Linked DNA regions of Sus scrofa: region 1 is linked to region 2. Evidence: chromatin contacts called from public promoter capture Hi-C data. All regions are on one chromosome and are shown on one strand. The core of a region is the stretch at or near the end of the contact, and the rest is flanking DNA. Distances in the headings are between cores, read along the strand shown. Region 1 holds the start of LOC100737977 (tumor necrosis factor receptor superfamily member 10B-like). Region 2 holds the start of EGR3 (early growth response protein 3).

Region 1 (2,892 bases), core at 352-2,851, 420 kb after region 2:
AGACTTCTGAGGTTTGTGTGGATTTGGGTGGTTGTTTCAGGAGTAAAAAGACAGCTAGATTAACAGTAAAGCCTCTTGCCTCCTAGCTCAGGGCAGCCATTAAATAGTTTCGCAATTTTGAGAAAGTCCCTTCTGTCCCCCTTGAAAAAGAAAGTTCTGCCTAACATATCAGACAACAAAAGATGTCACAGTCCTCACAATTACTACCAGCTACCATCACAACCAAGGGGGTGAGAGCCAAGGATGGTGAGGTTTTATGCCTCTCTCTGCTATCTCCTTTTATTAGTAGTTTCTCATCTGTAAACTCTAATTATCTCACCTCCCCTAAATGTTCAAGGTGGTTGTCTAAAGTGTTAGCACACTTTTACAGGCATTTGAATAGGAATGACAGGAAATGCTATTTCCAGGCCAAATACTTCTTCAGGATAACCTTGGGGTGTGTGTGTGTGTGTTGGGGGTGGTGGTGGGGTTTGTTGCTGTTTGTTTTTGTAACATATAAGGGCAAACTGGCTGGAGCCTAGAGCAAGCTAGAAACCAATTCCAAGTATGCACTTATTTCTATGATGAGTTTCTCTGGGACGCACGCCCTTACTTGTTTGATCAATGGAAGTCAAAATAAGAGTTTCACATCCTTGTTTCTGAAACTAAAGACAGAGCCCCTGGGGCCAGCTGTAGAATTGTTGATGGTTTACCTTGTAAAGCCCGTGTGTTGCTGTGTAAGAAAATGCTTAGCAGGCGTTTGGCAAACTGCTCTTCTCACAGCAGCCCGGAAGGGGTGCTGAACGAGAGCAGGGGTGGGAAAGTTACTTTTCTGTTAAAATCCGTGGGAAGAAGAGATGCAGCGAGCACTTTTAAGAATTTAAACAGGAGAGTTCCCGTCGTGGCTCAGTGCTTAGCGAATCTGACTAGGAACCATGAGGTTGCAGGTTCAATCCCTGGCCTCGCTCAGTGGTTAAGGATCCCGCGTTGCCATGAGCTGTGGTGTAGGTTGCAGACGAGGCTCGGAACCAGTGTTGCTGTGGCTGTGGTGTAGACCAGCGGTTACAGCTCCGATTAGACCCCTAGCCTGGGAACCTCCATATGCCACGGGTGCGGCCCTGGAAAAGACAAAAAAAAAAAAAAAAAAAAAAAAATTAAACAAGCATACAAAAGAAGGAGAAGGGAAGAGAGGAGGGGAGGAAAAGGAGGGGAGAAAAGGGGTGAGGAGTAAGGAAAGGAGAGGGCGGGGCAGGGCCACGCAGGCTCCGCCCCCTCCCCGCCGACTCACAGCCCGACCTCCCTCGGACCACGCCGGGATTTGCCCGGGCATGTCCCCAAGTCTCATATCCGCGATTCCCCTACTCTTCGCTCCCTCTCGGCCACCAGGCACGCCTTCTTCGAGCTAGGGCCCGCGGCGGGGACTCACCCACAGCACGACACTCAAGACGACGAGGAAGATGGGGTCCCGGAGCCATGGCCGGGGGCTGGGTGTGCGCCCTTCCGGGACTCCGGAGGTCTGCGCTTCCCGCCGCGATCCGGGAGAACTCGCTGTCCGGGCTGCCGCGTGGTGAACGCCCGCAGAACCGCCGGAAATACGATGTAGGCAGTGTCTTTCGTGGAGCGCCGGCTGTCTATTCCCACGCGCGCTGCTCTCGGGGGTTCGGAATGACGGTGCGCAGCAGATGGCCCCGCCTAGTCTTAGGCTGGCTGTTGTGCAATCAGTGCCTGGCAGTGTAGAAAGCTGCCTTTTTTCTCTGAGGCGGCAAATTACGCCCAGAGTTTCTCCGAACCTGGAAATTCAGAGTACTTCTTTTGTCTTACACACCCGCGGTATTTGGAAGTTCCCAGGCTAGGGTCAAATGGGAGCTACAGCTGCCAGCCTACACCACAGCTCTTGGCAACAGTGGACCCTTAACCCACTGAGCGAGGGAAGGGATCGAGCTTGAGTCCTCCTGGATCCTAGTCGGGTTCGTTACCGCTGAGCCAGGACGGAAGCTCCCAAAATTCAGAGTACTTCTTGAACCCAAGTTCCTTCCCAGGACCGGAGCCTCTCCAGAGCTACCTCCGGTTCTCTGACTATGGCCTTTTGCCCACTCTCACCTTCTGCTCTTACCCCCCCTCACTGACAAAATGTATGGTTATTACTGCTTCCAAACTCACTTGGCAGCTCTGTCCTAGGGCCAGGCTTCTGGGTCAGAGGCTTGGTTTTAGCCTCGCAGTAGCCAGGTACCTGACTGGAACAGACACTCAATGAAGGTCACAGGGGCCGTGATCCCTGAGTCTGATTTCAGGTCACCAGTGACCTCCCCCTTCACCAGCTTGCCTCTTCTGGTAATTCCAGGTCCATCATCTGTCTTTCACATTCTCTTTACTGCTCCTGCAGTCAGACAAGCCGGAGGAAGCCACTTCAGCCTTTCTTCAGGATTTCCCTTTCCTGTAGATTCTTGAATTAAATCCCTGGGGAAACAGAACCGCTAGGAATTGATTGGCCCGTGAAATCAAATGGGCCAAGAAGGGGAGCCCCACTTGGGGCAGGCCCATCTTGCTCTATACCCACACACTTGGCACCCTGCTGGTAGGAATCCAGTATCCGGAAGCTTGAGGTTAGGTCCTGCTCACAGGATGATTGAAGGGCTGGGAAATGGGTAAGAGAAGGGAATCCAGGAGGCCTCCAGCTCCACCCATTGTATCAATTTTGTGTGGTTTGGGCAGTAGGAGTTAAAATTCATTTTTCTCCATACATTTATCCATTAAATAATCTTATTGCCTTTGTTGAAATTCATTTAACCGTATCATATATATGTTCCATTTCTGGACTCTGTATTCTATTCCATGGATCTATCATTTGTCTGACTTCATGCCAATACCACCTGTCTTGACTACTGCAGCTTTCTTTATTGTCAGTGTGTGTGT
Region 2 (3,188 bases), core at 58-2,557:
CGTACCACACACATACACATACACAGGCGCGCGCGCGAGAAGCATTGTTGTTATTCCTGAGGTGGGGCTGGCAGGTAGCTGCAGCTACAGGTAGTTTCAGACCCGGAGTGCGTGTGGCTCTCGCTCTCTAGCACACGCAACTCGGCCTCTTCCCCTAGCCCTGTCCGCGCCGGACGCCGCGCCTTTCCTGCCCCGACGAAGCCCCCCGTGCGCTCTGCGCCCAGGTCGCTGACCCAGAGCGCTCCGACGCTTTGTCCTCGGCGCATAGACGGGTGCTGCCCGCAAAAGGAGCTCTCCCGCCGCCTCCCCTAGCCCCAGTCTCCTCCGGGCCTGAAGGAGCTTTCGGCTCTTGCGGGAGGGGGAAAGCCCAGCCTCAGCTAAGCGAGAGTGGAGGGCGGTGGAAAACCGGCCAGTGTCTCCATGACGGGAGTGGCCGCTCTTCCCAAGCTCCTCCGCCCGGGGATCGAGCCCGTGGAAGCCCCCGCATGGGTGGCCCCCCACCTTCTCCCCTACCCGCCGTCCCCACATCCCCACACCCCCACGGCTTCGCTGAACGCCCTGGAAAGGCAGCGTCGCAGTACCTCTCCCACCGCGGGGACTCCACGCCGCACATGGCTCCATCCCGGGTGGGAGGCTGAGGGAGTAAGGGGGGAGAGCGCGGGTGAAAGGGACGTTGGGCTCCTCCCGAGAAAGGGGGCGACAGCACTACGCCTTGCGCGCAGCCCGGCGATCGCGCCCCCTAAGTGGAGAACCCCAGAGCCGCTCGCACCTACCTCCCTTCGGTCGGCGGCTGCCCCCACCCGGGAGAACCGAAGCCTCTACCGTGGCGTAGCCAACCGAGCCTTCCCGATCAGGGAGGGCGGGAGGAGTGGGTGGGAAAAGCAACTCGCCCCCCGGAAAATTCCCAGCGCGCCCCCCATCTCTCCATCCATCCATCCATCCATCTATCTATCTCTAGCTCGCTCCCTCCTCCTCTTCCTCTCTCCCTTTCCTTCCTCGCTGCCTCGCCGCCTCCCCGCCGCCCTTACCTGTAGCCATCTGATTGTAATGGGCTACCGAGTCGGTGCTGCCAGAAAAGAGGTTGAGCGCGCTGGGGATCTCCTCGGGGTACAGATTGTCAGGCAGTTGGTTTAACAAACTGCTCATGGTCACCGGCAGCTTCTCGGCGAGTTTGCCGGTCATAGCACTCCCGAGCTGCCGCCGCCGCCACCGCCGCCACCGCCGCCGCTCGCTCCTAACGCAGCTTCCAGGCAAGCGGCATCCGAGAGGCGATCCGTGGTGCAGGGGAAAAGCATGCGAGAGGGAAAGTTCGGGGGGAGGGGGAGGGAAGAGGGGAAGGGGTGGGCCTGGGGAGGGGATCTTCTCTTTTTGGGGGGTGGGTGGGAGAGAGGGCAAAGGAGGGTAATCCTCTTGGTGTCTCAGCTGGTGTCGTAGAGGCTTGGTCGTGGGGGGGGGGCGTGTGCGGCGGGTGGACGGGGGCTGAGCTGGGGGGGGGGATCTCGGCCCAAGGGGTCGGACGCGGCCTCAGTATTGATATCACAAACAGACGCGCGCCCGCGGCCCCCCCGCCCCCCGATCCACCACCGCCGCCACCGCCGCCGCCGCCGCCTCTGCCGCTGCTGCTGCCGCTGCTACCACCACCACCAGCCCCGCCGCTTCCTAGCAAGCTCACTGCTGCCCAAAAGCTCCCAGCCAGGGAACTCCACCAGCCTATTTATCTGAGCCCCGGGAAAGCTCCGTGACGTAGCTGCCCATATATGGACAGACAAAGCCCAGCCGAAGGGGCGCGACGTCACAATGGAAGCTCCTCACAATGGAACATTAGAAAGCAGGAAGCGGGCCGCAGCCAACGTGCGGCGCCCGCACCGCTCGCGGATCTTAAAAAAAAACAGAGAGAGAGAGAGAAACAGTAGAGAAGAAAGAAGGAAAATTCGAGAGGAGAGAGGAAAGAGCGATGTAACTGTACGGAAAGCGTAAAGCGCGCCGCGCCGGGTTGAAAGACCAATAGCCGCGTGTATGTTTATTTGATGTCTGCACTAGGAGAGCGCGCTTGTAGGACTGGGGGCCGCAGAGGTGGCGTTGTTTCCAAGTGGCCTCCAGCACCCCCAGCAGGAAGAAAGAGAATTGAAAACACCCGGCGGGGTCTCTTCACTGCCCGGGAACTTCTGGGGAACCCGGAAGGTGTGCGCACCGACCCTGCCCCGCCGCTCTTCTCGCGCCCAGGATCCTGCCCGGGGCTGGGAAAAAGTCCCTCTGAGGAGGAGTCTAGCGGGTCAGGGATCTCTGGTCCAGTGTCCCAGGAAATTTTGTGCCACCCTCCCTGTGATTCGCCGCCCACACTCCTGCTGCTCCTCGGGCCCCTGACCCTGTGCCGACACCCAGCTGAGCGCAGTGGTGGGGAGGTTCGTAGCTGCAGAGCGACTGCGCGGGAGGCGAGAACCTCGAATATTTGGGGTCGAGGATGTGCAGTTTTGGTGACGAAGAAGGAGGAATGAAGTTGAGGGGGTAGGAAACACGTGCACCAAATCCTCCACAAATTTCCTCACGGTTCCAAACACCCCCTTTGGCCACGGGATGGCAGGAGGGCTCAGCAGGCCCAGGCGCAGACTCAGTCTATTGCTGCCTGCGAAGGGCCCGCCGCGGAGTTGCGGCAGGAGTCTGCTGAACCCACAGTCTCTGAGCCACAGCGGCGACCTCCCCTAGTCTCTACCTTCCCCCTCGCCTTCCACAGGGCTGTTCCCATTGCTGACTGCCAGCGCCCTGCTGTCAAGGGCCGCCTGTTTGCCGACCCCGAAAGCTGTCACCTCCCCGAGCAGCAGCAGCAGCAAATCCCGGGGGCGGCTGATATGTTCCCCGAGGCCTGCTCCTGGAGCGCGCGCGGCCGGGCCGCGGGAGAGGGGGAGGAGAGGAGGGGAGCGTGGGGGAGCGACCCCGAATCACACCGGCTCGGCGTGGGAGGTTTCCCCCGTCGGTGGCCGTGTGGGCGTGGTGAATCCCGCGGCCCTCGCTGGGGAGTCGGGGATGGGGGAACGTGCATTTCTCAGGGGTAGTGGGAGTGTTGACAAGGAAGAGGAGAGGATCCCCGGGCCTCACTCCGTGGGAGGGCCACGCGGGCCGGGGACTGTGGGAGGAACTCCCGAGCTGCACATTGTCGTGGGGGTGGATGACAACCTCGCTCTCCTCCCCGC

What was found. Promoter capture Hi-C pulls out the DNA fragments that hold promoters and counts their contacts.
Region 1: a contact with region 2 is called in a promoter capture Hi-C map of fetal skeletal muscle, with 2.4 times the contacts expected there. The contact joins the promoter of LOC100737977 here to the promoter of EGR3 in region 2. A contact is called at or near these places in 1 of 5 promoter capture datasets (fetal skeletal muscle) and 1 of 2 datasets of contacts at active chromatin or transcription factors (skeletal muscle).

What each region holds. Positions count from the first base shown.
Region 1 is chr14:7,369,485-7,372,376 of Sscrofa11.1, forward strand. It overlaps LOC100737977 (tumor necrosis factor receptor superfamily member 10B-like), which reads right to left and starts at 1,602. Exons shown (of 10, transcript XM_021073208.1): 1 at 1,406-1,602. The coding sequence starts at 1,454.
Region 2 is chr14:6,947,200-6,950,387 of Sscrofa11.1, forward strand. It overlaps EGR3 (early growth response protein 3), which reads right to left and starts at 1,308. Exons shown (of 2, transcript XM_021072993.1): 1 at 1,029-1,308. The coding sequence starts at 1,182.